Regions from separate parts of the Mus musculus genome. Here all the other regions are linked to region 6. Evidence: chromatin contacts called from public HiCAR-type, HiChIP or PLAC-seq and promoter capture Hi-C data. All regions are on one chromosome and are shown on one strand. The core of a region is the stretch at or near the end of the contact, and the rest is flanking DNA. Distances in the headings are between cores, read along the strand shown.

What was found. Promoter capture Hi-C pulls out the DNA fragments that hold promoters and counts their contacts. HiCAR-type assays count read pairs that join an accessible place to other places. HiChIP or PLAC-seq counts read pairs in DNA pulled down with a chosen protein or histone mark.
Region 1: a contact with region 6 is called in a promoter capture Hi-C map of liver, with 2.5 times the contacts expected there. The contact joins the promoter of Ube2t here to the promoter of Ipo9 in region 6. A contact is called at or near these places in 5 of 39 promoter capture datasets (hippocampal neurons, liver, pre-B cells and 1 more), 3 of 484 Hi-C or Micro-C datasets (CD4 T cells, cortical neurons and transition I germ cells), 2 of 115 datasets of contacts at active chromatin or transcription factors (bone marrow-derived macrophages and memory CD8 T cells) and 1 of 9 other capture datasets (liver).
Region 2: a contact with region 6 is called in a promoter capture Hi-C map of embryonic stem cells, with 4 times the contacts expected there. The contact joins the promoter of Lad1 here to the promoter of Ipo9 in region 6. A contact is called at or near these places in 6 of 39 promoter capture datasets (the HPC-7 cell line, the SN4741 cell line, embryonic stem cells and 3 more), 1 of 484 Hi-C or Micro-C datasets (CD4 T cells), 2 of 115 datasets of contacts at active chromatin or transcription factors (embryonic stem cells and pancreatic cancer cells) and 1 of 9 other capture datasets (pancreatic islet).
Region 3: a contact with region 6 is called in a HiCAR-type map of the HL-1 cell line, with 54 times the contacts expected there. The contact joins the enhancer-like site here to the promoter of Ipo9 in region 6. A contact is called at or near these places in 4 of 39 promoter capture datasets (the SN4741 cell line, embryonic stem cells, neural stem cells and 1 more), 2 of 115 datasets of contacts at active chromatin or transcription factors (the HL-1 cell line and pancreatic cancer cells) and 2 of 9 other capture datasets (adipose tissue and pancreatic islet).
Region 4: an H3K4me3 HiChIP or PLAC-seq map of bone marrow-derived macrophages shows a contact between it and region 6, with 6 times the contacts expected there. The contact joins the enhancer-like site here to the promoter of Ipo9 in region 6. A contact is called at or near these places in 8 of 39 promoter capture datasets (the 3T3-L1 cell line, 3T3-L1-derived adipocytes, the HPC-7 cell line and 4 more), 1 of 15 datasets of contacts at CTCF or cohesin (the NIH/3T3 cell line), 4 of 484 Hi-C or Micro-C datasets (the HL-1 cell line, embryonic stem cells and muscle stem cells), 21 of 115 datasets of contacts at active chromatin or transcription factors (the NIH/3T3 cell line, bone marrow-derived macrophages, craniofacial prominence and 13 more) and 3 of 9 other capture datasets (adipose tissue, liver and macrophages).
Region 5: a contact with region 6 is called in a promoter capture Hi-C map of hippocampal neurons, with 5 times the contacts expected there. The contact joins the promoter of Gpr37l1 here to the promoter of Ipo9 in region 6. A contact is called at or near these places in 11 of 39 promoter capture datasets (the 3T3-L1 cell line, cranial neural crest, embryonic stem cells and 5 more), 14 of 484 Hi-C or Micro-C datasets (B cells, Sertoli cells, bone marrow-derived macrophages and 10 more), 12 of 115 datasets of contacts at active chromatin or transcription factors (the 230-238 cell line, bone marrow-derived macrophages, craniofacial prominence and 8 more) and 3 of 9 other capture datasets (adipose tissue, embryonic stem cells and pancreatic islet).

The regions. Positions count from the first base shown.
Region 1 is chr1:134,959,428-134,964,267 of GRCm38.p6, reverse strand. Ube2t (ubiquitin-conjugating enzyme E2T) reads right to left here and starts at 1,703. Exons shown (of 7, transcript NM_026024.3): 1 at 1,482-1,703.
Region 2 is chr1:135,816,050-135,821,090 of GRCm38.p6, reverse strand. It overlaps Lad1 (ladinin), which reads right to left and starts at 2,493. Exons shown (of 10, transcript NM_133664.3): 1 at 2,075-2,493. The coding sequence starts at 2,112.
Region 3 is chr1:135,841,037-135,846,022 of GRCm38.p6, reverse strand. Tnnt2 (troponin T2, cardiac) reads right to left here. Exons shown (of 15, transcript NM_001130181.2): 3 at 4,112-4,122; 4 at 379-468; 5 at 90-125. Among named protein-coding and RNA genes, the nearest start is that of Tnnt2, 7.2 kb to the right of the region's middle. Within about 2 kb of position 1,357, at least 33 of the 459 cell types and tissues checked have an H3K27ac peak or open chromatin away from gene starts, as enhancers often do. A contact at or near this core is called in the HL-1 cell line and pancreatic cancer cells, where this site is marked.
Region 4 is chr1:135,698,139-135,702,620 of GRCm38.p6, reverse strand. No RefSeq gene overlaps it. Among named protein-coding and RNA genes, the nearest start is that of Gm32835, 12 kb to the right of the region's middle. Within about 2 kb of position 3,095, at least 105 of the 459 cell types and tissues checked have an H3K27ac peak or open chromatin away from gene starts, as enhancers often do. A contact at or near this core is called in the HL-1 cell line, the HPC-7 cell line, the NIH/3T3 cell line and 7 more, where this site is marked.
Region 5 is chr1:135,166,169-135,171,195 of GRCm38.p6, reverse strand. It overlaps Gpr37l1 (G protein-coupled receptor 37-like 1), which reads left to right and starts at 3,515. Exons shown (of 2, transcript NM_134438.3): 1 at 3,515-4,321. The coding sequence starts at 3,692.
Region 6 is chr1:135,428,885-135,433,291 of GRCm38.p6, reverse strand. It overlaps Ipo9 (importin 9), which reads left to right and starts at 2,801. Exons shown (of 24, transcript NM_153774.1): 1 at 2,801-3,024. The coding sequence starts at 2,862.

The DNA.
Region 1 (4,840 bases), core at 454-2,953, 470 kb after region 6:
CTGTTTTTGCAGAGGACCTGGGTTTGATCCCCAACACTCATATGGTGTCTCATAACCATGTATGTGGTGCACATACATGCATGTATGCAAAACATTCATAATACAACATAAAAATAAAATTAACGGGTCCTTTGACTCCCCTTCCATACCAGAGAAAAATCTCAAAATAACTTAATAACTTAATTTACAGTGTTTTGATTCTTAACTCTCTCTGTCTCTCTAAGATAGGGTTTCTTTTTGTAGCCCTAGTTGTCCTGGAACTCAATTTGTAGACCAGGCTGACCTCAAACTTAAAGATTTGCTCGCCTCTGCTGGGATTTAAGCCATGTGCTCAGCCTCTATCGTTTTAAGCCTAATGAAGCCTTGTTATTGGGGGTGGGGTGAGGGAAGCATTGTGTGTGTTGGGTGGGGGGGCAGTATTTGGCTTACACTTCTACATCACAGTATACTGCTGAAGGAAGAAGGCAGGCCAGGAACTTAAACAGGACAGGAACCTGGAGGCAGGAGCTGATGCAGAGGCCACAGAGGGCTGCTGCTTACTGACTTTCTCCCCATGACTTGTTCAGCCAAAGCATTGCTATTTTATACAGAAATCTGAAGGACTATTTTCAGTAAAACGAAACAAAACTCTTGTAAATACAGGGGACTAGAAAAACAGTTCAGCGGGTTAAAGCCCTTGCTGCACAGGCCTGACAACTTGATTCAATCCCAGCAATCCACAGTAGGAGAGAACGCTCTCCTCAAAGTTGTCTTTGGGCAATCAATTACAATAAAACTACCTACAACTGTAAACTGTATCTTTATATAAAATAAGAACATAGTGGAAAGGCATGCTAATCAAATTAGAACGAGGGGGAAAAAGGCAGTTTCTCTCAAAGAAGCCATGAGACTATGATAACAATTGGTATATACAAAGTCTTCTCGGGTGAGAGATGGCTTAGCTGTTAAGAGCACTGGCAGCTCTTCCAGAGGACCCAGATTCAATTCCCAACATCCATCTGACATCTCATAACTAACACCGTCCTGTGCCTCCGAGGGCACCAGGCATACCCGTGGTGTGTATACATACATGCAGACAAACACTCATATACAAGAAAAGTAAATAAAAAATTAAAAAGTCCTTTGGTATAAAAGCCATGTGTTATCATGTATTTTATGAATATAAAGGGTTTTCACAGAGCCGGGGCTTGGGGGCATAGACACTGGAGGCGCCTAGGTAGAAGTCAGTTCCAGGTCAGCCTGGGCTACAGCGACACCTGTCTCACAAACAAAACGAAACCCTCAACCAAACAACCATAACAGAGTTCCTTACACTACGGCTTCAAAAGATATTTTCCTTTTAATTTTTTTTAAACCGGCGTTGTTAGCCTCTTTTCCAGTAACCACTCCCCGCAAACGTAAGCTTTTTACAACTGCACTGACTCTTCGTAAAATTCTTTGTGTCCCAGGCCTGAGGTAAATAAATAATCAATGCACAGAACCTGGGTAGGTGGCAGATGCTGGAGGTAGCCTTGGCGCGCCCAGGGCGGTTCGCTCTCCCCGCCGTGTTCCTCCCAGGGCCGCTCGGGTAGAAACGGGACTCCTTCCCCAGACTCTCCGTGACCTCGGGCTCGTTCCCTCAGGTGGCACTCGCAGCACCCGTCAGCAGCCCCACTTACCGCGGCGCGCCTCTGCTGTGCTCACGCGGAACCGCGGAGACCGTTGGAATGACTCCACCCCCTTCCAGGAGAGGACTGTGATTGGTCCGCAGCAAACCTGGGGGAGGCGCGCGCCCGCCTATTGGCCACCGCTCAGAGCTTGCGTCCGCTCACGCACCGCTCAAATTGGCGCGCGCACGCGTATCCGGAATTCTCAGTTCCCGCTGTGGTCTTGTTTGTAAATCGACTGTGAGCTGGGAAGGCTGGGAAGTCATCTACAGGAGAGGAAAAAAAAAAGGCAACTGGACACGCTTAATCTGGAGAAGTGACTGCTGAGTAGCTGCCTTTATATCTTTGTTGTGGTTCTGTGGAACGGGGTCTCGCGATGCAACCCTTGCTTAGCTTGGAATTTGCTATGTAGCTCAGGCTAGCCTGAGACTCCTGGCACTCCTACGCAGCTTCCCAATGGCTACCAGGTCACCCAGGCTTTAAGCAATGACAGGGGAAACTTTACAACTTCATTTAAGATCAGTAGTCTAAAGATACAAGTTAGCCGAGCACGGTCGCGCAGGCATGTTGAAATAAAAAGGTGAGAATTTGAGACCAGCCTTGGGTACATAGATTTCCTCCAGATGAAAAAAGATTTTTTTTTTTAATTTATAATTCTGGTGAACAAAGCATTCCATCAGGACTCTGAAGAGTAAAGTGGATGGAGTAAATTTCTCCACCACTGGAAATGTTCATATGGAAGCTTCAACCTGTTAGGGGTTAACGCAAGAGATCCTCTGCACTGTGAGGAAGTTAAGGATTTCCCCCTCCCTCTCCCTGAAAACAAGCCCGCTCTTCCTACATACTGTGCCAGCCTTTGATCCCTTTGAGTCACACACCAACCACGGAATAAATGACTTTCAAGCGCTCTTCCACCTCTAGAAAGGTATTTTCTAAGCAACCAAGTGCATGATTATAGCCAAGTCAGCTTTGAGGGCACAGCTGCGAGTGCCAAAAGTGGGTAGTCCTTGGGAGAGAAAGGAAAGCTTAAGACCTGAGACTCAGCAGAACTGGAATTGGTTTCAACTCTGGGAACCCTGGGGGTGGGACCAGAAATCAATCAAGGAATCACCTTTCTCTTTCACTGCTCCTAGCTTTTTGTACAGCTCCATAGCATAGACCTAGCAGTCGGTCTTTCTGAACTTCGAAGCTAATATAATTTTGGCTACCGCGGTGATGTCTGCATTTAGTCCAAACTGATGTTAAGCTACAGCTGGTTCCTCATGGAGGTTTTTATGGTGTGTTTTGTCTTCTGGAGACCCTCAGACTCATTAGGACTCTGACTGACTCTGCTCTGGGCTTCCCCAATTTAGTTGTAGGACTGAGCCAGAGGGTAGATAGTGAATTCTGCAAACTTACAGACTTCTGAACGATAGTCATGCAACAGTCTGACGTGCTTTTCAGTCTGCTGTTGCGGTTCTGTATTCATGGTTAGGATTTCTTTGTTGCAGTGAAGTGTTTTCGCTTACCATTTGGGATTACTGCTTATTTTACTACTGCCATTCATACTATCTAATGATATCTAATCTCCTCAGCATCTTTTCTTGTCCCTACTCCGACAGTGACCGTATTAGTCCTGTCTTGAAATAGAAACTTCCTTGGATGGTTCTTTGAAAAACACAGAGTTAAAAATGTCTCTTAGAAATAGCACAGACCGTAATGAGTTGGATCAAAGGAAAGGAGGGAAAAGACAGAGAGAGAAAGGGTCCCATTCTATCGACACAGTTTCCATTTGTCCACCAGAGGGAGGTATGTTAACTGGTGGGAATAGAGGCCAACAAGAGTGCTCTAAATGTTATTTTTAAACTTTTAATTAATTAATTTAGGGTTTCTTTTTGAGACAGGGTCTCGCGATGCAGCCCTAGTTGGCCAGGAGCTATTTAGACCAGGCCGGCCTCATAGAGATCTGTCTGCCTTTGCCTACCAAGTTCTTGGCTCAAATGTGTGTACCCTAATTTAGGATTTTTTTTTCTTTTTGGCAAAGGCCTCATTCTAAACCCCAGGCTGTCCTCAAACTCACAACAATCCTCCTGCCTAGGTATCATCACTATTTATTTTATTTTGTTCATTTGAGGCAAGGTCCCATATAGCTCAAGCTGACCTCAAGGCCAGACTTGAACTCCCAATCCTCTTGCCTCTGTCTTCTAAGTGTTAGGATTATAAACATGTGCCACCATGGCAAGCTTGTCATTATCTTTAAAAGTAGAGTGTTCTAATGTTGCAATTAAAGTATGAATATGGAAAATTATTACTTGATAAAAATCTGGATTGGCCCAGTTATTTATTCAGTGGATGAGTGTAGTGTGTGGTATGTGTGGGTTGTGTCTACCTGAGTGTGTAGGTAAGCAGATGCACCTTGGTAGCTCTTCTGAGTCCGTCATGGTGGGGATCTTCCTCTATTTCTCTATAACCTATTCCCTGAGGAGAGGGTCTCTCACAGATCCAGAAGCACATTGAAGCCAGCAACTAGGCTGGCTGGCCTGCCAGCTCTCGTGAGTCACCATGTATTTCCTAGTGCAGGAGCTATCAGCTGTAGGTACAATCAGCTGTGCTTGGCTTTTTATGTTGGTGCTGGGGACTCAAACCCAGGTACTCATGCTTGCACAGCAAATACTCTTACCTGTTGAACCATCTCCCTAGACCAGATATTTTTGAAAATATTTTCTAAAATGTATTTTATTTGTACACAGGATTGTTTGTTTGGACTTAACTGGTAGTTACACATGTTTTATTAGCAGGCTGCTGAGTTTGTCTTAGTAGGGAGAATATTTGCTATTCAATCTCGAGGACCTACGTTCAGATCCCAGCGCCTATTTATCGAGTTGGGGTCCAACAAATACCTGTACCTTCAGAACCCAGGGATTGATGCCCTCTTCTGGCATTGGTGTGTACTCACACCTACCTGTGAGCAGATACTCGTGCAGGTACACACAAATCAATACACTGGCACAGTCATAGGAAATGACGCAAGTCATGAAGCCAGCACAGCTGTTTGACACAGTTCCATCCAGGCTGTGCCGAGCGCTGCGCTGCCATGGCTGTAGTTCTGCCTCTCACTTTTAGGTTTTGGTGACTGCCTGCTGCACTCTTAGGGGCTTTCTGCATTATGGTTCATTTGATGTCTTTACCTGAGAAAATTATGTCTGAGTCTTTTT
Region 2 (5,041 bases), core at 1,244-3,743, 390 kb before region 6:
TCTGAGCCTCACAGCCAAGGACAGGGAGTGCAGGCTCACCCACCTCTGCCTTGGCTCTAGTTGAGGCCACCTTTGTCACGCCCTCAGCACAGGCCTCCCTCCGAAGCCTGGAAGGCCTGGTTGATGGTGACTCACAGTCCTTTCCTGTGGCCCGCTGAGGTTTGTTGCTCACTGAGAGAACGGAGCAGGAGCCATCCTACGTTCCAGGTGCCTCATCAGGGAGCCTGTTGGCAGCAGCTGCAGCTGCCCACGGGCTTCCATGAAGGCTGGGACTGGGCAGGGAGGCCAGACTAGGTCCTACGGTAGCAGGACTGGTTCTGCAGGGCTTCACTACCACTTAGCCTGGACATCCCATGGGAACTTGGCCCCACCCCTGCAGCCATGCGAATCTATGCCCAACGGAGCAGGGGACAAACTACCATCAGATCTCGTTCCCATTAAAAGTCCTAGTCCTCCCAGACGATCCCCTATACACACACACACACACACACACACACACACACACACACACACACATACACACACACACACCTACAGAAAGTAGGATCTGTTTTGTATTTTTAACAGTACACAGAACTAACGTCTTCAGCAACCATTTAGAAGGAGCATCCTAGAAGCAGATTCAGCTGCCCGGGGACATCTCATCTCTACACAGGCCACAAACATGCTCCCCCACACAGAGGTCACACAACACGTATCTGAGCATGCATTCGTAGGCATGGCTGTGTTCACACCCAGAGACAAAGGCGCTCCCGCACCAACCCCGTGCACACTGACCCACAGAGTCCAAGGCCTTGCCCCCGCACCAGCTCCACCCTCGGCGCATACCTTCCCTGGGGTGTGTCTGACCTCTAAGGCAGCGTGGGCTCCCTTTCCAGAGCATTGGTTCTCACCCTCCTTGGAGCCTATCCTTCCCCTTCACTGGATACCATGGCCCTCTCTGCACTGAGGCTGAGGTGAGGGACAGCCATACTTCAGAGCAGTGTCCTAAGGCTCTGAGGAGGAAGTCTTCAAACCAAAGGATGAACTGTGACAGACTGTGACTGAAAGACTCTGATGCCCTCAGGGAGGTGCTGAGGGGCAGCAGCTCTCAGTGTGAGAGATGCCTTGATAGGAGGTGGTACCCATACTGGGCTGCACCTGCAGTCGTAGCTCCGACCCCACAAAAGACCTGAAGACTGAAAGCCCACTTGAGAGAAGCCAAGAGGCCAATTTTACCCTGACTGGAACCTGAGGAATAGAAAGGACAGGGCTCTGGCCGGAGCCTCTGTTACCTTTAGGACAAAGGATGCCTTCCCAGTTAGGGACTCAGTGTGAGGAATTGGAAGAACGGATGCTCATTCCAACACTTCTGGAGAGGGAGGGGCAGCTCCAAGAGGAGCCACAAAGAGAGGGGCGGCCTCCTAGATACTGACCCCTCCTAGGCTTCTCTGACCCTGATAGGCTGTCCAGCAGGCAGAAATGGCAAAGATATTCTCTGACCCATTGAGATTCACAAACACAGATTGTAGCGCAGACAAGGATAACATCTTACCTCAAGTGGCATAGATACCACTCCAAATGTTGTGCTCAGAATTTGAGCCTCTCTTTGGGATGGGGTGGGGGTGCTACTTTCTCTGATTCTATTCACACACCCGGGTTCTGTTGACTCCATAAGGTGGGGCTAAAGGACACTTCCCAGATCCATTCTAAAACTCTTAACAGAGGCGCAGAGGCTGAGGGTCCGCTCAAGAATAAGTCTTGGGGTAACTCTTGAATTTTCCCAGCCCCCTAAAACGGTCCCTTGCCCTCACAGACAGTAGCACCCTGGGCTGTCCAGGCTGCGGAAAAGCCTTACCCTAAACGTACTGGTTAAGACCTAAGGGGACAGGAAGCTGAGAAGGAGCAAGGAGACCACCCGCTCTGTCACCTAGGGGGACCAGAGTTTGGTCTCAATTCTATCCCCACCGAAAAGCAACAAGACCAGTGTCTCACTTCGTCCGGAGAGCAGGCCTGTGTCTGGGAGAGGAGATCCGAAGGGGCACAGCTCCCACCCCCCAGCCTCGGGCCACCCGGCCCCTGTGGCTGCACTCACCTGGACAGCGCGGACCAGTCCTTTCTGCTGACCGACATGCTGCCGAGCCCCACGGCCGCCGCGTGCCGAGCTCCCTGCTCCGCCGCTCACCTGCGGCCCCTCCCCGCGCCAGGTAGGGTCACATGGCCGCTTATCTCAGCCCGGCTCGGCCCCGCGCCGCCGCGCTCCCATTCGCCGGCCGGAGGAGCGGCCTCTGAGGTGTGGGCGTCCCAGACAAAGCCGCGCTGATCACCGCTGGGGCGGGTCTCCCGCGCGGCCGCTCTGCGGGACGGTCGCACCGAGCTGCGGGCTGCACCCACGCCGGGGCTAGCGCGGGGCTGCTCTGCTGCCCCGGGCGAGGGCGGGAGACTTCCTGCTCAGAACCAGTTGGACCAGCTCGGCGCCGGCCCGCGTCTTCCCTGGGAGTCGCGGTCCAGAGTGCCAGGGAGTCGGGGAGGGGGTTGGGGGGAGGACGGAACCCAAAGATCGGGGTCAGGCTGAGCTCGCTGCCTGGAAATCGACTTAGCCGGCAGAAACCCAAGAGCTGGAAGGCAGGGAGAAAGGTTAGATCAGGTACCGTAGTCTTGGGTGTAGAGTGCCTGCAACGGTGAAGAAGTAAGGGGCTCCTAGAAAACACCCCGGGGGTCAGAAACTACCTGAAAGACTCGGCTTAGATAAGCAGACACTGCGTAAGAAAACCAGCCCCTCCTCAAAGGAGCTGAGACTCAAGCCCGCCAAAATAGAGTGGACACCGCTATGAAAAACCATATGCGCCAAAAGCACGGTCCTGTTCCTTGATACCCCACAGGTGTATAACTGTGTCGTAGGAAGAGGGTCCATAAGTAACTGAGATTAATACTGCAATAACCTGAGGCAACTCGGACACCACCCGTGGGAACCCGTGGGAACCCGTGGGCGAGCGCAGCACCAGCTGCTTTCCACTCGGGAACCTACCTCCTTACTGAATGTGTAAGGTCAGATACCTAGATGGGGAATTTTATTTTCCTTGAAAGATCAGAAATGGAATCAATAGCTGCTACTGGCACTGTTCAGAGAAGGCTGGGGTGCTGCCCAGCACACAGGATGGGATGTCAGAGTCTGGCCTGATTGCCTCTCGAGATCTACCTGCCTCTGCCTCCTGAAAGCTGAGGATGCTGGAATTAAAGGCAGGAGCCACCACTTCGAGCTGGAGGGGCCATTTTTGTAATCTACAAAGGAAACGAAGAAGGGGATGGGGGAGGAGTGTGTAATCAAAGGTGACACTGAACAGGAAGTGGGGTTAGCAAGAGCTTTGGGAAGCTGAACTGTGGGCCCAGAAGTGATTCACATACCTCTGCCCGATGTGAGAGGAACTGGGATTCAGGACAAGGATTCCAGAGTCAGGGATTCAGGTCAAGGGACAAGGATTCCAGAGGTCTTAGGGAGGAAGTTGACCAGAGACCAACAGAGGGTTTCTTGCCATTTGGACCTTATGATACTCCATTTGGGGACCTGTCTCCATATGGTCAAGCTGTCAACTGCATTCAACACCCATTTGAATTAAAGGTTTTAGAAAAAGCTGTCCAATAGTTCATTGGATGTTGGTGTGGGAGCTCGGAGAGACTTGGCACTGTGCGCCCCGTAGCCCATGGACAGGGGATGAGTGGGAAAGAGGAGGGAGGGAAGTTTCAATAACATGGAGTTGGAATCTGTGTCCATGTCCTGGCTTCCAAGCATTGAAAGGGAATCTCGCCTCAGAGTCGCCTCAACACTTTGCTGGGCACAGGTGTGCTCAGTAGCAGTTTGGATCAGTAGCAGTTTGAAGGATCACACAATTTTGGGAAGGTCATCCATCCTGTTGAAGGTGACATTGGGAGTCTGAGTCATGGAAAGCTGATATCCAGGGGGTTCTAGGAATCCAGGACCCCTGGTATCCAGGTCTCTGGTATCAGGAAAACAAAGACACAAACAAACAAACCAATGAGGGATGGGGCCTCCATACTTCTCAGAGTGGCAGGTAGCATGTGAAGGGTACGGCTGTCAGCGCTAATGACGTTCTTGTTCTTGTTCTCCAGCAATTGCACTCCTGAATAACAAACCTCGTGGATGTGGACATCAGAAGCGGGGCCCACGAACCTTGGAAGAAGCACTGTTAGGAAGGAGAAGTCTGGGGAGGAAGGGAGGGAGGGAAGATGGCACCCTCACCCTTTCACCACTTCTTGGCAGTGAAAATGGACACACTGCAGATCTTTGAGCCAGTGTTGGAAGAGAAAAGGCAAAAACGCATGTATTTATATAAAGCTGGGAGGAAGGTGTAAGCCTCAGCAACAACATTCAGATAAGGAATTCAAAACCATGTAGAAATGTACACAGAGAACCAGAGAATTCTACAGCAGCCTCCTCCTTATCCTCACAGGATAAGGCTTCTAGGAAATGGCTGAAATCGCAGATAATACCAGCCCTGCATGGGATGGTTTTCCTATGCATGCTTAAGATAAAGCTTAATTTATAGCGTAGACCCAGTACCCATAGCTAAGAATACAGGGCTGACTGTGGCAATCAATGATAGCATGTATGTTCAACACTCACAAATCCCTGCATTCAATCACTTACACAGAAAGCAAGCAAAGCCTCATGAATAGAGCAAGTGAAGAGGTCTATGCCTATGCTCCCTGGACTTGGGAGGCTGAGGCAGAAGGGTTGCCAAGGACTAGAGGCCAGCCTACATAGTGAGTGCCAGGCTAGCCCAAAATACAGGAAGAGGAGACATAATCACATACTGTGATACAATTGCCGGCTACAGGACATTTGTGCTTTGGGGCCATTGAGAAAATGGGAACAACTTAAAGACAAGAACTGTGATACCAGACTGGGGACAGAGATGGCCAAATGGTTATTACACAGAAGCAGACATGGATACACAGGACAAAAGATGATTTGGGTCCTCAGTAGGATGGCACAGGAGTCAGTTACATTACTCAAAAAGAGCATGTGCCTTTAAATGGATGA
Region 3 (4,986 bases), core at 108-2,607, 410 kb before region 6:
CCTGTACACCCTCTGGTTACACAGGAATCCCTGGACACAGTCTCACCCAAGGCTACTATGAGGAGTTCTCTTGTGCCAGCATCACTTACCTTCAGCATCTTTGGCTTCTTCATCAGGACCAACCTCTAAACAAAACATGATCAATCAACAGAGGTCCTGTTCCAACTCAGATTCCCCCAAGAGCATTCCCCATGGTCAGGCAGGATATTCTGCTGGTTTGTAGGGTCAACCACAAACGAAGCTCTGTATTGACAATCATCACCCAGAAAGCAGACTGCTGCATCCCCCGAGCCCAGACAGGGACACAAGCTAGCAAGCACCTGTTGGACGACTTAAGACACCACCCCTAGCCCCTCATCCCCTCACCCTGGGCTGTACCTTCTACGTTGGCCTCCTCTGTCTCAGCCTCACCCTCAGGCTCAGGTTCAGCCCCACCAGCCTCCTCCTCCTCCACTGCCTCCTCTTGCTCTGGAGAGGTAAAAAAGACACCATGACCAACTGACCCTCTCTCTTAACGTGCAGAAAGCACCCCCAGAACAGAGATCACATCGGGAGGGTAGAACAGAGCCAGTAACATCCAGGCTCACATGATATAGGAGCCACAGACCCAAATGACAGAGGAATGCTGTTTGGCTCCTGGTTCAAACTGGAGCACAAAGCCACGCCCAGCCCAGGACTACTTCTGCAAGCAAAGATTCCTATAACCTCACCCACTCATCTACACTCTCATCCATGCCTCAACCGCCCCCCAAGTAAGTCAGTGCCCCAGAGTTCCCTGTCTGCTCCTTTGCAGGTAAAGTGAAATCCAACAGAAGGGTCCCATCTGACTGGTAAGTACCCCTAAATTTGGCTCCCTGAGAGTTTGGAAATCTGAGCTGGGTCTTCCCTAGTGTAGAAACACATTATATACATAGATAAAATATAATGGTGTGGCGGTGGGAAACACCAGTGACAGGACATCAAGACTCACTGCTGGGGACTAGTTGGGGTGAAGTTCTGTCTAGCCTCTTTCTGTCCAGTTTAGCACTAGCTTCCCCCATGACCTTCCTGGGGACAGAAATCCATCGTCTTCCCCAACTGTTCACCCCAGAGGTGCTGGCACCACAGGACAGGTCCTGACTAAACTGAGGTGCTAGGGAAAGTCTGTTGTGAATCCAGTGTCTCTTCAAGTCCTTCTTCCAAACCCAACAGAGGTTGTGCGGGCGGATGAAAGGTCCAATAGTTAGAGAGATGTGCTACCCAGAAGGTTGCCAGCAGTTTCTATTTTCATCGTTTGCTTGACAGGATGTGGATGGACCCCGCCTCTCCCAACATTCTGAAGGGACAGACAGATTAGGGAGACAGGATGCCATCCAGACCATGACTCAGCTTGGCGGAAGTGCTTGTAACATTCAGTGATTGATAGACTGACAAGTGGTGGCCCCTTGGCAGAGGGAGAAGAAACACCTCAGGACAGAAAGAACCATCAGAGGAGAGAGGGCCTCCACCCCCACTGCCTCATCGTCTCTGCCCTCCTTTCTTAGGACTGGGTCCCCACTGAAGTCCTGGGGTGCCTCTTCTTTCAACCCTCCAGGAGGTTTGTCAGGTAGCATAAGAGTAGAGGAAGGTGGCCAGCTATGGGGTCCACCCTGAGGCCACCTCTTCTCCCATTCACCCTAAGTTTCATTTTCCTGTGCCACGTGCCATGGGCCCAGTGGTCATTTAGAAGCCCAAGGAACAGGTCACACTTAGGCCTCCCTGGACATCACTGTAGGAAAGCCAGTCCTAAAATTAAGCCCCATTCTGTCTCCCCTCGCCTCCTGTTACCCCCAAGAAGCAAGTCCACCTTCACCCCACCTCTCAGCAGAACACATCTGAAAGCTGACATCATGTCCTTTCTGCTCTGGCTATTTCTGGCCTTTTCTGTCCCCAGAGCCCAACCTTGCCTTAGGCAAAACAGGGAAGGTCCCCACATGAACACTGACATGAGCAGTGGAGCAGCTGGGGTTTGTTCCTATCACAGGAATCCTTCTGTGACCATATGTGGAGCAGGTGGGAAGACAGGATAGCCCAGATCCTTCCCACTTCCCTCCCAGAAGGAAAAGAGGGAATGGGGGAGGGGTCCTAGGGTCCTGGCCCTCTGAAGTTGTTGGTCTCCCTAGCCTAAGCCCAGAGCCCAGGAGGAGCAAGAAAGCAGGGACAGGCACAGGATAGGGAACGCTGTACTACCGTCCTCCTCTTCTTCACTCCAGTCTTCCTCTTCCGGGTGCAGGAGGTGGCGGTGGCGACAGCAAAGGGAGCAAGCAGAACAGGTTAGTGTGCGGTGCAAAGCCTGGCAGCAGCGCAGACCACAACCAGCTCAGAGTTAGGCCTGAACTCTGATTCACAAGTCAACATTCAAGCAATATGGCAGCCTCACTCCTCGTGACATGCCTGAGCCTCAAGGACCATTGCCTGCCAACCACTACTGAGGATGGAGCAGCTTAGCATGCCTAGCAACTGAAAGCATTGAGAGAGAAGCGCCCCAGCTACAGGCCCTGGCTTCTCGCTCACTGAAATGGTAGACCCCAGTAGCAGGGAGAATAGGAAAAGATTTGACTCCCCCTCCAAGTACCCCACATTCCTGCTCTGAATGAGTTTTTGGACTGTCCCACAGAACATCTACCAAATCCCAGAATCACGGGTAGGAAAGTCCCACTGGGGGCCATACTAAGGGAGCTGGCATGGGCTGTTGGAAGGCCTGGGCTCATAATCTGAGGAGCCTGACCACTTCCCCGTTGTTCGTGATGCAAATCTCTGGTTAAGGAATTGCTTAACAGCGGTGGGAAGACCCTTTCCCCTAGAAACAAGACTCTTAGGATTATCTGTCCTATCGGTTTCAGCCACTCATCTGGACCTTTCCCTTCTGAGCCAGAGGGGCTGCCTCAGGCCATTCAGGGCAAGCAAGGTAACTTGCAAAAGCTGTATGGGCTTCAATGAGATGTTCTTTAGCTCCCAGAAAGATCCAACTGTGTGTAGTAGTCAGGATGGAGGTTACAAATCTGGCTCAAGTCTGTTTGTTAAACCCTACCACCCAGAACCTCCTGCCATTTGCAGGAAAATCCTCCAAGGTAAAAGAACCCCCAGCAGGCAGGGTCCCTGCTACAGAGGAGGATACAGGCAGCTGAGCTCTTGATCCAAAATACATTTCTGAAGCTGGACATGGTGGCTCATGTCATGCCTAATAGCCCAGCACTGAAACTGAGGCAGGAGGATTGAAAAGCCATGGTTTGGAGATTTAGCTCAGTGGTATGAATGCTAGATGGACCAGGGTGAGCGATCTTTCTAATGGCTCCTGAAAATCAGACATGGCATTTGTGGGCATTTTCTGCTCCTGCCTGTTGTGTGGCCACATGACTCAGGACAGGTTTAAAGAAGCAAGAGGCTCCCCATTTTAACCAGAAGGCCTGGAAAGTGGGGAGGTACAGCACCTGGATCTTCAAAGACCCATTTCCTTCTGTCCATATATGATATGGACTTTATATGATATGCCTTTATATATCATATGTCCATATATGATATGCCTTTGCCAAACCACTGCAAGCCAGGCTCCAGCTTGCCGGTGGTGAAGAAGCCAGGAGTCATAGGGACATTGTGGCCTGGAAGAACAGGGAGAGAGAGAGAGAGAGAGAGAGAGAGAGAGAGAGAGAGAGAGAGAGAGAGAGAGAGAGAGGAGCCCAAGCCAAGGAGGGTGGCATGTCATCATATCCTAGAGCAGGGGACAGCAAGATGGAACTTAGCCAGGTTGCAATAAAGCTTCATGTCCACAGAAAATATCCTGATTAACGTAGCACTTTCAGATTCATAATCACATTTGAGAAAACAGTAAATGGGATGTTCTTGGGCCCATTCATGCATTGTGGTTATATGTTTGTTTAATGGTGCTTATCTTTTCTAATTTTTAAGACAAACTGTCTTCCCAGAAACACTGGCCTCCTGATACTCCTCTCTGGCTCCCCACCTGCCCAAGGAACATACCTTCCACAGCTTCTGCTCATAAGAGAAGGTCAGGGCAAAAGAGAAGAGAGAGAGGGTGAGTCAGATTCCAGCCAGACTGTCCTGCATCTGTGTGGATATCCCCTTGAGCTCTTACCTTCCTGTTCCCTAGATATGAAAGAAGATGCTGTCAGTACCAAAGCACTACACACACACACACACACACACACACACACACACACACACACACACACACACCTCCACACACCTCCACACAATGACCTTTCTTGAAGCCAGCCAGCCCCCTCTTCTTGTTCAAAAGGCATCTGTTTTCTGCCCCTGCCCTGCAAAGGCAGCCTGACTCACCCTTCTCAGCCAGCACTATCCCTATCCGCCATTGTCCCCAGCCAACTTCTAGGTCAACAACCTTGGGGTCCAGCATTCCTGCCAGTTCTCCCTCTCACCTCACCTCTAAGTTCTCCCAGGCAGTTTTCCTTTCTAGGAAGCTCTTCTTTCCCAAGTCTCTCTCCAAATGCTGTCAAGTGGGGCCTACCTTCTCCACACTTCTGCCTCCCCAAGTTCCTATGCCACATCTGCATGCTCCATGTCTTTGCTAAGTCCTTCTGTGGTTCCTATCTCGGCAGCTCCAAGGAAAAGGAGGCTCTGTGGGAGGCTCTGTGTGACCACCCTGACGAGATCTCTCTATGGAATACTTGTTGGACTGCTTAACCGTGTGACACCATTGGCTTCTCCAGGACAGGCCTGTAGACAGGCACTGTGGGGTGACTTGAGACCTAAGGAGGCAGGATCCCTTGGGGCAGGATGGGAAATACCATTATTTCTGAGGTCTCGGGGGAGCTGTTGAACGGTTGGCAGTTTCAACAGCCCCAGCTTCTCAGCTTGCCTCCTGGCGGCCAGTGCACCAGTAAAGTAAGACCCTGTTGGCCCTGGAACTGAGTTGTGTATTCCCAAAGTCCCCAGCCTGAGGTCTGCCTGAGATCTGCTAATTAGAGCTACAGAGATAGGAAGGAA
Region 4 (4,482 bases), core at 1,846-4,345, 270 kb before region 6:
AATGGCCTTACGAGCGATTGTCAACTGTGCTAACATAGTTAAGAAACCTGATGTTATGTGGTCCCATAACAACGTGGATATGAAAAGGGGGTGGTAACCAAGCAAGTGTTGGCAACGATGCAGTGGTGTGAAAAGTGTCCAGACTCAAGGCTATTAATTTCACTTCCCAGTAGACTAGTCAAGAATGTGAATGTGCACCACACGAAGCAAGCAAGAATTGCTAAGGACTGGGCTGTAGGTTGATGGTAGAGTGCATGCTGAGCATGGGCAAGGTCCCAGGTTTAAACTTTGGGTCACTCTTGTGGTGGTTTGAATATGCCTGGCTCAGGGAGTGGCACTAATTGGAGGTGTGTCTTTGTTGGAGGAAGTGTGTCCCTGTGGGTGTGGGCTTTAAGACCCTCATCCTCGCTGCCTGGAAATCAGTCTTCTAGTTGCCTTCGGATGAAGATATAGAACTCTCAGCTCCTCCTATACTGTGCCTGCCTGGATGCTACTATGCTCCCACCTTCATAAAAAGGGACTGAATCTCTCAATCTGTAAGCCAGCCCCAATTAAATGTTGTCCTTTATAAGAGTTGCCTTGGTCATGGTGTCTTCACAGCAGTAAAACCCTAACTAAGACAAATCTCCAGAAACAAAAATCAAAATTTCCATAGAAACCATTTAAAATAACAAAAAACCCTATACAATAAAACAGATGAATTATAGAACAATGCAATATTAAAAACAGTAGCAATTAATAAGCTAAACTTACATGCATCAATGCAGATGAACCTTACAGTATAATATTGATCCAGGAAGGAAAGCTGTGGAATTTATCATTTAAAATGTGCAGCATAGGGTAGGGTAAAATTATAATTGTGTGTGGCAAAGATGAACAGCAAACTCAAAATGGTGTTTACTCGTGGGTAGAGAAAGAAAGGCAATGGAAGAGGGGCATAAACTATATCTGTAATGTTTTATTTCCTAAACTCCACAATACAGTTATAATGGTTAAATTTATAAAGCGCCAGCTTGTCTGAGCCATGGGGTGTCCAGATAATTGGTCAAACGTTATCTTGGAGCTTTCTGCTGTGGTGTTTTGAGATAAGATTAACATTGAAATCAGAAGAATGAATAAAACACAGTCTTCCCTAACAGGAGGGAGCCTGTCCAATCAGATGCTCTAGGCTGAGCTGAAGGTGGAGTTCCTCCTCACTCAGGAAGAACTCCTCTTGCCTGCCTTCCTTCTAAATGGAACACCAGCATTCCTAGCCTTTGCACCTAAACTGAGTCTGCTGGTGTTTTAACTGCCGGCTTTCTCTGACCTCAGCTTGCTGGCCCATCCTGGAGAACATGGCATTGGCCAGCGACTAGCACATGTGCCTATTCCTCTTTCTGTGTCTGTCTACCTGTCTGTCCACACACACACACACACACACACACACACACACACACACACACACACACATCTGCTGTCCAATTCTCTAAAGGGTACTACCGGAACAATTCCTTGTTGTATTATTTTTTATACATCTTATATATCTAAAATGTTTCATAATAATTTTATACAAGTAAGCGTAAGTGCGTACCAAACATCAAATGCTGCAGATGTCAAATTGAGAACTGGAGGCTAGTGATGTAGTTTGATGGTAGAGTGTGCACTTATGTTCGAGGCCTTGGGTTCCATGCTCAGCATAACACAAAAGAGAGAATGATAAGGAGGTGAGAAGTGGAACAAGCAGGTTAGAGGCTGTTGTGAGAAGCCACAGTTCCTTGATAGGAGTGAATTCAGTGCAGTACCCAGAGGAGGCCACACGGTGGCAGCGTAGAGGACTGCGTATACACCCTCAATGGTGTTTAGTGTTCAGTAGGGGTGAACGCAGGTTCTTGTTAACCCAGTTCTGGGTAGAGAAAGAGACTTAGCAATGGGTGGCTTTTGCGTCTGCCTGGGGCCTCTGGACTGCGTTTGTTGGAACTGGCAGGGCCCTAATTGCCCCTTGGGTCCCTGTGATTATTTCAGTAGAGATCCTGGGATAGTTGGGTTCTGTGTTTTGCCTGTTTGTAAAATGAGTTTGAAAAAAAAGTTCAGGGCTGGTGAGATGGCTCAGTGGGTAAGAGCACCCGACTGCTCTTCCGAAGGTCCGAAGTTCAAATCCCAGCAACCACATGGTGGCTCACAACCACCCGTGATGAGATCTGATGCCTCTTCTGGTGCGTCTGAGGACAGCTGCAGTGTACTTACATATAATAAATAAATAAATAAATCTTTAAAAAAAAAGAAAAAAGAAAAAGAAAAAAAAGTTCAGACCGGATGCAAATACTCTAGATGCCAGGTTTCTTAGCAGGAGGCACCCAGATACCATGATAGCAACATCTCTCACAGAAAGGAAGGTAAAATGTCACAGCACCAGAAATCAAGCTGAAATACAAAGTCTCTGTGCTGAAATAAGGAAACTACTCTGGAAAGAGGTGGGGAGGCAAAGAGATAATGATTCTGGCTGAAAACTATTGAGCTACTTGAGAAAGTTGTCTTTCTCCCTTCTCCCGCCTCCACCCCCTTTTATTTTTGTCTCCCTGATGATTGCATTTGGCAGTGGGTGTTGCCAAGTTTCCCAATTTAGTTTTTATTTTTCTTTCTTCTTTTCTTCCTTCCTTCCTTCCTTTTTTTTTTTTTTTTTTTTTTTTTTTGAGATAGGGCTTCTTCTCTGTCCTGGAACTCACTCTGTAAACCAGGCTGGTCTCGAACTCAGAAATCCCCCTGCCTCTGTCTCCCACGTGCTGGGATTAAAGGCATGCACCACCACCACCCGGTTCCGGTTCCTAATTTAGCGTCAAGAGAACTGGCCCCAGGGTTTTCCAGGCCACAGAAGCTGGAGGGAGGACTCGTTCGCTAGTTTGTCGCACTCCCCTCAGAAAATCCAGTCTGGGTTTTATTCTAAAGTCTGCTTTGTCTCTTCAAAGGATCTCCAGATGGGGAGATTCTGAGCTGGGGTATTTCTTCCTACCCCTCCCAGACGGATTGCGAGTTTTTTCCAGTCTGAATTCTCCCTAGGGCTCTCCTCCGCAGACGCGCCCACACCAGCAGGGGTCAGCAGTGTCCTACATCTGGCGGGGCGCTGCCTGCCACATGCGCCATCTCTTCCGGGCGCTGCCAGGGCTGCTGGGGGATTAGAGGGTGCTGTCCTGCTGAGGCCTTGGCACCATTCTAATATGCCGGCCGAGATTCCTCCCCTGAACGTGAAGTGACGTGTGGTCATTAAAAGCGCTGATGTGGATGTGAGCGTATACCGCAGACATCAGCAATGCCAGCTTACCATCTGCTTTTCACCGCCAGGTTTTTAATGTGTATTGGCACGTGCGCCTTACTTTGTGGGTCTAGGTGACAGAGAGTGTGTAGCCTGGATTTATCTTGCTGAGATTTTCTCAAAGACCTGGGGGTTCTGGATTCTACCCAGTACCCAGGATGTCAGCGAGGGACTCATGCCTCCCCAGGCTCTGGGAATGACTGGTGTTCCGGTCTCACTAACGCCAACTCCGTCACACCCAACGCTGCTCAGTGGAACAAATTCTCTCGTAGTAGTGTCAGATCTCTATGGCCAGCGTCTCCGTGACTGATGCCCGGGAAAAGCAAGCTCTGCTCAGCTTCCCGATTCATCCGTAGCCCTGGTGTCTTTTTTTTTTTTTTTTTCACGTCCCCAGTCCATTTTGCAGTTCGCTAATTTGTGCCGAATCCTTCCAGCTCAGGCCACCTTGTTAAATATGAAGGTCCCCAGGGAAATCAGAGATCCTAGAAACATCTGGTTCCTTGGAAGCAGCAGGACTCCCTGCCATCTTCCTGCTTCTCAGTTTTCCCCACTCCGACGTGATGGGGGAGCGAGGAAGGGGCTCTGGCTCGCGTACAGCTGGGGTAAAGCTGAATTGGAAGACTCCAGTTAGTGACTGGGATTCCCAGGGCCCCACGACCTTCCAAGCAGGCTCCCCTGCTGCTGTGACGGGCAGATGCCGGCTTTTCCACATGCCTTTGAAAAGGGGGACTTGGAAGAGGCCTCTCACTAGCCTGCTTTCCTAGGAGTAGAGTTACAGCAGCTGATCTAGACAACAGGTGTGGCTTTCCGTCACAGCTGCTGCAAAGCACATCTGTACTAACAAGAAGGCGGCAGTCACAGCTTGGCCCATCAGTCACCAAAGCACACCTCGGATTTCGGGGGAGTGCCTGAAAAGGCACGAGTGAAGGTTGGAGAGACTCAGATCAGCTTTGACAGAGCCCTTTTACCCTGGAAATGCCACAGCGGCCACCTCGGCCCTTGCAGTTTCATTGGTCTACAGCATAGGAATGGGGGAAGAGATCTTCTTCTCTGGGTAGCACCCCAGCCCCTGGACTGCAGCCAATTTCCCTTTCTGGCCAATGGAGCCCAGAACTTTTCAGGGTGGAGCTCAGAATCCAGGCTCTTCCAGGAAGCCAGAAGTGTGGAGGGTTTTTACAGTGGTTCTCAACCTTCCT
Region 5 (5,027 bases), core at 2,266-4,765, 260 kb after region 6:
GCTAGAATATAGAATGAATGAAAAATATGTGTGAATATGAAAGAAAAGCAGAGGCCTAACTCTGGCTTCCATCAGCCCTGTGCTAAGATCTAGCCCAGCGGTTCTCAACTTCCTAGTGCCAAGACCCTTTAATATAGTTCCTCACTGTGGTGGCCCCCCCTCCCCCAGCCATAAAATTATCCCATCGCTACTTTTTTTTTTTTTTTTTTGGTTTCTCGAGACAGGGTTTCTCTGTATAGCCCTGGCTGTCCTGGACCTCACTTTGTAGACCAGGCTGGCCTCGAACTCAGAAATCCACCTGCCTCTGCCTCCGGAGTGCCGGGATTAAAGGCATGCGCCACCATGCCCGGCCCATCGCTACTTTGTAACAAATTTTGCTGCGGTTATGAATCATGGTGTGATCACCTGTGTTTGCCAATGGTCATAGGTAACCTCTGTGAAACGATCGTTCAACCCCAAAGGGGCCGTGACCCACAGGTTGAGAACCACCGATCTGGGTTCCAGCACCTGCCTGTGAAGCAAGCTAGGATCGCACAGTATAGATGTGGCTGCCCGAGTCTGTTGCCGTGGGACTTGGCCTCGCAGGTCTTCCGTTTCCACGTCTGAGAAGTAAAAGGGCTGGCGTAGATCATCTCTGAGCTCTTTGCTGTTACAGCCCTGCAAGCTACAAAGGAGCAGGGGAGGGGTTTAGGGTTGTGAGTCAAACCTTTCTTTCGGATGTCTGGGTCATTTCCTAGCTGAGTGTCCTTGAGCTGGTTTCTTTATCTCTCTGAGCCCGTGTAATGAAGTAAAGGCTACCTGGTAATCATGAGTGTTTAGGACAGAGCCTGGTACTTGGGGAATGCTTAGTACAAATAACGATGACTCCCCTTCACCCAACTAGCTACAGCATAAGGCAGCATAAGGCAGAAAGAAGGTGGAGGATTTTAGTCGCAGCGCAGCCGTTTAAGGTCATGGGAAAGACAAAAAGACCAGAGTGGTTCTGGGGCAGGTTCCTGGAGCAGTTCTCCGGGAGGATTAGAAGAGCCTGGCTGGTTCTGAGCACGGAAGAGCATGTGGTGCTCGGGGCGGGGCCTTAGCGCTTCTCTTAAGTTTCCCGAAGACACAGGATTCCTGTGGGGTCCAAGTGTCCTTTTCCTGATGACATAATCTGGGTCGTGGTGGTGATGAAGCTGGGCTGCTGGCTGGCATGCCAGACTTCAGACAGAGCTCTGGCAGCTCCCCAAGACTCCTCAGCAGAGGACAGACTCTCCTATCTTTCTCTTTGTCTCCTCCTCCTCCTACTCTTTTTCTCCTGGAACCCCTAGTTTTACACAGCATGTCGGGACCTACTGGGTAGGGTGGCAAGTTTCCTGGTCAGGAAGTCTTCTGGGAAAGCTGCTTTCAGATTGAAAGTCTTGGTAGCAGTGGTCAGTTAATGCTTGCCAGTGGACTGTGTAAATAGCTCCCAGTCAGCCCTGTGTCCTGTTTGCTTTGGCCGTTCTCCTTAGCTGCAGAAATCAACATCCCAGTGCTCCGGCATAGATTTCCACTGGTATCCAGAAGGTCTGTCCTGCAGAAATGGACGGGCAGAGTCCGTTCCCTCAGCCTTGATACCTCCCACACTCCCTGCAGTGAACCCCTCAGTGTTGCAGGCTCTCCTGGAAACAATACCTGCTTGTGCTGTTGGGAATCTGCTGCCCATCCTGGCCCCCTTGAAAGTTACCTGGTCAAGTCAATGCTCTTCTTTGTGACAGTGTGTAATATTCTCCCTTGCCTCTGGGATAACATCTTTTTGTTTTGTTTTAGAGTCAGGGTTTCTCTGTGTGGCAGTGGCTATCCTGGAATTCTCTCTGTAGACCAGAGTTGAACTCAGAGATCTGCCTGCCTCTGCTTCCTAAGTGCTGGGATTAAAGGTGCGCACCACAGTGTCTGAACTCCTTGGTCTAGCATACAAAAGCCTTCTTGCTCCTTTATCTGGTGATTCTTGCCCCAACCCCATTGCCCTGCTCTCCATTTCCCTAGCATCCCATCCTCCTGTGAATTATTGCTGTCTGGCAGGAACACCACCCACTTTCAGGACCCTGCCATTTGTGTGCTGTATCTTCTGCCTGGAGCATCTTTCTGTCCATCTCTTAGGAGCCTTTAAGGCTTCACTCCAAAGTCGTTTTGCTTCAGAGAACTTCCAGCCTTCCAGACAGCCCCAGGATCCTCGGACTCTGCCCTGTACCTTGACCCCGCCTTTCACTGCATCTGCCAGGCCAAGGTGTAATCATTGATTTACATCTCTATTTCCTTTCTCTTGACCACACTTTCATAATTTTAATTTCATATTATTATTATTATTATTATTATTGGTTTTGTTTTCATGTAGTTCCAGTGCTGGAGACAAAACCCAGGGCCTCAAACATGCTAGGCGAGGACTCCCACTAAGATATGCCGCCATCCTAGAGTGTCGTGTTTGGAATTTTTCCTTGTAGCTGCTTTCCTTTGGGAGTCTGTGTGGCTAGAAGGCAAGGAATGGGCTCTTGCCTGCTGAGACCAGCATTGAGTTCAAAGGCTATGGAGTCAACTCCATGTTTGAACTTGTGTCAACTACATAGTTATTAAGACTACCACAAATCTTAAAATTTGAACTTGAGATCACAACAGCACTGCCCCACGAAACATATTAAGAACCGTCAAGAGGGCTGGTGAGATGGCTCAGTGGGTAAGAGCACCCGACTGCTCTTCCGAAGGTCCAGAGTTCAAATCCCAGCAACCACATGGTGGCTCACAACCATCCGTAACGAGATCTGACTCCCTCTTCTGGAGTGTCTGAAGACAGCTACAATGTACTTTCATTTCATATAATAAATAAATAAATAAATAAATAAATAAATAAATAAATAAATAAAAATAAATCTTAAAAAAAAAAAAAAAGAACCGTCAAGAACCCAGCTGATAGATGTTGGTGGCTTGCATCTTTAATCCTAGTGGTCAGGAGGCAGAGGCAGATGGATCTCTGAGTTCGAGGACAGCCTGGTTTATAGAGTGAGTTTCAGGACAGCCAGGGCTACATAGAGACCCTGACTTTAAAACAGACAAACAAACAAATAAACAAACAAACTCCAGAAGAATGGTACACCTACCCATGAATCCAATAGTTTTGGCAATTATTATAATTCAAGTTTTGACCTTGGCAAATTAAAAAAAAAAAAAAGGCGCAAAACCAGGATCTTGCTATGTAGCCCAAGCTGGCCTTGAACTCTGTCCCCCGTCTCAACTTCCCAAGGGCTGGGATTACAGGCCATAGTCACCATACCGAGCCTATCTTTCTGTTTTGAATGTAGGATCTGCCTTAGAACTGGGTAGAACTGGGAGATCTATGCTCCAATTATAGTCTGCCTCTCCATCACCTGAAAACCTCATTTCCCCGGTTGCAGTGATTGGAGCAGGTCCCTCGAGGGATCCTCAATCTGCCCCGCTGTGGTCTCAGAGCCTGAAAACGGATGTGGTCGGGAATGCAATGTGTGCGGCCAGGACAGACAGCTCAGTGTCCAGCAGAGGGCCCTGGCTAGACCATGGCCAACAGGATGGGAGGAAGGGCCATCCATGCCAGACGCCTGACTGGAGGCGGACCCAGCTGCCAGCTGCCTCTCTTAATTCCACGCAGCCCTTAGGTCCCCTCACCCTCACCTCTCCGAGGCAGCTGTGCCCTGCTTTCCTGGCCATGCGGTGGCTGTGGCCCCTGGCTGTGTCTCTTGTTGTAGTGTTGACTGTGGGGCTGAGTGGGGTCTCTGGGGCTGCCACCTCATCTTTAGGTGGGCATAGAGCCAAGGTCCAGGAGCAGCAGAGTCGACCCCGAAGAGGCACCAAGGACGAGGGGCCCAAGGAGGTACAGCACTATGTACCCGAGGAGTGGGCTGAATATCCCAAGCCCATCCATCCTGCTGGCCTGCAGCCCACCAAGACTTTGGAGGCCACTAGCCCCAACCCAGACAAGGATGGGGCCACCCCAGGTAATGGACAAGAGCTGAGGGTCAACCTGACCGGGACGCCAAGTCAGAGGCTGCAGATTCAGAACCCCCTGTATCCGGTGACCGAGAGCTCCTACAGCGCCTACGCCATCATGCTCCTGGCTCTGGTGGTGTTTGCTGTGGGTATCGTTGGCAATCTGTCTGTCATGTGCATTGTGTGGCACAGCTACTACTTGAAGAGTGCCTGGAACTCTATCCTTGCCAGCCTGGCTCTCTGGGATTTCCTGGTCCTCTTCTTCTGCCTCCCAATTGTCATCTTCAATGAGATTACCAAGCAAAGGCTACTCGGGGATGTTTCTTGCCGGGCAGTGCCCTTCATGGAGGTGAGTATGTCTTTCTATAGCCTAATTATAGGCTAAAACCAGGGAAGGGGCTCCAGTGTCTGCAAAGATCTGTAGGTGTGTATAATCCCAGCACGCTGGCATTTCCAGTTTTCTCTGTGTCATTGGGGAAGGAGACAAACCCTATCAGGGAGGGAGACAAACTCAATATTGGCTTCTGGTAGCTCTCAGGAAAGCAAGTCAAGCCAGATGAACAGGCAGGTGTACAAGACCACTGGCTTGGGACCAACCCGGTCTTCTTCTTTTGGAGTAGCTGCACAGAGGACTCACCCTTTTCTAGAGAAAATTCTGAGCTGTCTGTCTCTGATGGGTGGTTCCCCTGACCCCCAAGTCTTTGGGGGTCTCCTTTTTTCTTTTACTGTGTCTCTTGCCACCTGCCTTGTACCCATGGCTCCTGTTTTTAACCCTTTGGTATCCCAACATCCTAGCAATTTCTTACTAACACCCCAGGTTGAGTCTGTGTTTATTCCCTGTGGATGCAAACACCAGGACAGGCCCTTCTTCCTTTTCTCATTGAGATTATTGTCACCTTCCTTCAAGGTCATCTCCATTACTGTCCTCCTAAGGCCTCTCTGAGAGGCAAGTCCTACTTCTGGGTACTTATAGAAACAGTAGTGTCAGCTCTGTCACTGTATTTTGCTTGTTGCTGGACATATCTCATCTCTTCTCCTGCTTCCTTAGCATGGAG
Region 6 (4,407 bases), core at 1,552-4,051:
CCTCCTGCCACCGAGTGTGGCCTGCAGTTTAATCCCTTGCTCCAATCTCCTCCACTTGCTCTGTTGGGTGGAGGCTTTAGGTTGTGGCCATTTCCTGTGACCACCCTGGATAGCCATATTAAAGTACTCTTTCTCCCTCAGCCCTTCCATCGTGACTTCCCTGAAGTGGTGGTGGGAAGGATGTTGGGCTAACTTGATGGCTCATGGCTCAGGGGGCAGTGAAGTACTTGTCACACCTGACAACCTGAGTGACATAAACGGGGCGGAAGATAAACTCCACACTAAGTTATCCTCTAACCTCTACAGGTGTCCCAAGGCATGGCGCGCACGCGTACACGTGTACACACACACACACACACACACACACACACACACACACACACTTTAAAAAAACGTTTTATTGATTTCTTTGTGAATTTCACATCATGTACCCCAATTCCACTCATCTTCCCATCCCTTCATATCTGCCCTCCACTCTTGCAAACCCCTCCCCCCCAATAAAATAGAATAAAACAAAAAACAAACAAACAAAAAAAAGAAAACCCCAAATATCTAGTTGTGGGAACTGTAGTATGTCATAGTGTGTCACCCAGTACACCCTTTTGTCCACATATCTTTACTTGCAAATGTTCTTTGCAGAGAGTCCTTGGTCTGTTGCGAGGGCTCTGGGTTCTGCTACACTACCACTCCTGGATCCTCATGGGGACTCCTCTCAGATCTCCTGTTGTTGGTCTGTGTCGTGGAGATCCTGCAGCTCTGGATCTGCAGGACCAGCCCCTTTACATACTCTAGCAGATCATAGATGGGGTAGATGTTGGAATAGGCAAACTCAAAGCCCTGGATCTGGGCCTGGGTAGCTGAGTTGGTCAGCCCGCCCCTGCACCCCCAGGGTAAGCTCTCCAGTAGCTCAGCAGCACAGTCAGTAAGAGGCGGCCTCAACTCTTCTCTCAGATCCGCATGGATGTCTCACCGGTGCATTCGACACTGGGGCCAGCTCTACTGTGCTGCCCAGGCAAGGTGCAGGGCCCACTCTCCTAAGGTGAGGGGCAGGGCCAGCTCTCCCACCTACTGCAGGTAGAGAGGGGTCGGGTGGGGTAAGGGCATCTCTCCCTTGCCGGCCACAATCCACAGCAGACAAGGTGCAGGGCCTTCTGTGTTCATGTCCTCAGGGCTAGCTTACCCAGTCCCTTGCCCTCAGGGTCAGCTCTACTATGTTGCCCAGGCGAGGGGCAGGGCCAGCTCAGAATAGTGCCTCAGGCAGCAGTCCTGACCAGGGACATCTGCATGGCCTTTGGTGGTAAAACAGCCTGGGATATCAACACAGACCTGGTTGCCATAGGACCTCTAACCCAGACAGGTGGACCCCCGAAGCAGTATGGATCCAGATGTCCCACGGTATCAAGTGCAGCCATTCAGATTAGCATGTCTCCCCTCCCTCTGGCAGCATGCCTCTCAGATATCCACATGGTCTCTGGTAGCAGCCCAGACCACTGACATCCACTTTGCCTTTGATGCTAATTCAGGTGCCAGACATTGACACAGACTGCAACTCCAGCTGCAGCAGGACCAGGAACCCAGACATGGCCCTTGGGGGCAGCTGGAGCCAGGACCTCAGCATGGCCTCCTCATATCCCCCTATTCTTCACTGCCTTCAAGTCCCTAGTTCCACCTTTCTCCACAGTATATGAACCCTTCAGCTTGGTTTCCTCCTCCATCTCCACCACACTCCCCATCTTTCCCATCTCCCCATCACACATTCATCCATCGTAGTGGTAGCCACGGCAGGTGCTTGGGTGTCTTTCATCCGGCCTCCCCCAACACTTTTTAAAAAATTAAGTAATGCTATATATTTGCAGGATTCACTCATAGTAGTCACACTCATAGAATCACTCTAGAGCCATGTGTGGTGGCACATACCTGCAATCTCTGCAATGGGGGAGGTGAAAACAGAAAGATCAAGATAAGGGAGTTCAAGGCCAGTGTGGGCTACAGAGCAAGTTTGAGGCTAGTCTGGGCCACATATGACCTTGTCTCAAAACAAGATAACGACAAATAGGTAGATAATATTTTTTTTAAAAAAATCATTCTAGAAAAATGCTCCTTCGCCTGTAGGTAGTCTCCCCTGGACAGCCCTTTTTGACATTGGGTTCATCTAAGCTAAAAAGCTAGAAGACTGGATTTTTCTAAAGCAACCACTCCCCACTGCCAATTTCACTTCAGTTTTTCTGCGTGTCTCCTTTTCCCTGTCCGCTCCCCAGCATCTTAGGATCTCTAAAGCTAAACTGTAAACGGAGCCAACTGAATAACTGCTGTTTTTAGTTGAGGGGAGGGGTGTTAGTTTTAAAAAGATGCTATTCTGACCCCCTTCCTTAAGGCCCGACCTCTGTCCTAACTCATCTTAAATCTGGGCCTAGAATCATGCAGGTAGAGAGCGGTGATGGGCGAGGCGAGGGAGGGCATCTACAATCCCACTACAATCCACAGCAGACAAGGTGCAGGGCCTTCTGTGCTCACGCCCTCGGGATTAGCTTTCTTGCTCCCTTGCCATCAGGGCCTTGCCATCAAAGGTTACGCGCCTTTATTCCAAGCGCGTTTTCTAACAGCGCGTGCGACTTCAGGACTACAAACCGTTATGAGAATTCTGTGTGTGCATAGACGCCCAAAGCTTTCCTGGCCCGCGAATCGCGGTTCGGTTCCGGCAGCAGAAGGCGCTGTCTCCCGAGGCTGCGCTCTATCCCCGCCCCCCGCCCGCTCCCGCGTACTTAGGTGCGCAGGCGCGGCTTCGCGGATTGGCCGTACGCGGGAGCCGTCATTCGGTGGCGGGTCCCGGCCGCGGGGCTGGCGGGCTGAGGGGAGGAAAGATGGCGGCAGCGGCGGCAGCTGGTGCGGCTTCTGGGCTGCCGGGTCCAGTGGCACAGGGATTGAAGGAGGCGTTGGTGGATACCCTCACCGGAATCCTGTCCCCGGTGCAGGAGGTGCGGGCGGCTGCAGAGGAGCAGATTAAGGTGCTGGAGGTGACAGAGGGTGAGTGAGGCGGGACCGTCACGAGGATGGTTCGGACCAGGGCCGGCCGCACAGTCCGCTGACCGTAGGGATTTGGGGATCTTGAGCCAGCGGAGAGGTGGGCGTCAGGAGTGGATTAGGAAACGTGGGGGTGGGGGTGCCGCTGGTGGCTGGGAAAGTCCTAGAAGAAGGGTGGCGCGTCTGAAAGGAAAGGGTCGGGGGAGGTGGAGCCTTAGCGGGGATGGGGTGGGGGAAGACTTGAAAAGATAGATAGATAGTGGCGGGGTTCTGCCGAGGACAGAAATGAAGTTCGACGTGGTGCTGGCGGTGTCGCGCAATCTAGATGATCTCTGAGCCCAAGACAAGGTCTTTTTGCCGTTTTCTTCACCAGCTCTGTTGTAGTGGGATCAGGGAAGGGAGCTAGAGAAGAGCCAGAAGTAAGGCCCTTAAGGAGGCGGCCACCATCGAACAAGTTTCAGCATCAGAGTTTTAAATCTGGCTGGTTGTTCAGACACATCACGTTTTCCTAGAAATCAACTCAATCCGATGCATACGACGCTTCACTTTCCGACCATGCTTCCCGTTTGTTTTTTGTTTTTTAAAGACTTAATGGCAATTATTAAATTACTGTGCATTTCTATGTACAGGAACCGATCTTCCTTTGTTTTAGATTCTTTGTTCTCATCCTCCCGTTATGTTCTTTAACGTGTTAGAGAAGAAACTATTAGCTTGACGTTTTCTTTTAATTTCCTGTTTAGTGGGCTTTCAGCGGGCCTGTTTTCACAAAGAACAGAAAAAAGGGTCAAGTCTCCTTGGTCTTTATGTAAGAAACGTACCTGATTCGGAATTCCAGATCCTCGGAATCCCCAAGCTCAAGGGAATATTTCCACTGCTCCTTAAACTTAGGCTTCCTCAGAAATATGGGAGATTGTTTCCATATTTGACCAACCACCCTCAAAGCCTTGAGTTAATACTCCTGCAGGACTTTTTATTGAAAAGAAGTGGATGTGGTGGGGGAACCTCCCTTGAATTTAGTTTTTATATCCTCTAATATGACCAACTATTGAAGGCAAGTTTCCTTCTGTTGGGACTATTGGGATTTAATAGGTTAGAGACTATTTTGAAAGGCCAGGTGTAGTTTTATAACATTACCAGACTCTTAAGAGAGGGAACCGTGAATGGAAGAAAGCTATTGGAACGAAGCACATAACTAACTTGTCCTGAGGTTTCTAGGTCAAATTCCTTGACTTTACAGTTCATGCCTCTGCCTCCCTCGGTATAAAGAAAGAACGCTGATGGGCAGAAACCTTACTAAGTTTAACTTGTTACTTGCATTTAGTTGCTGGGCTGATGCAAACCGATCCTTAATTAAACCTCCCATGAATGATACCCAGTGTTTGAGCT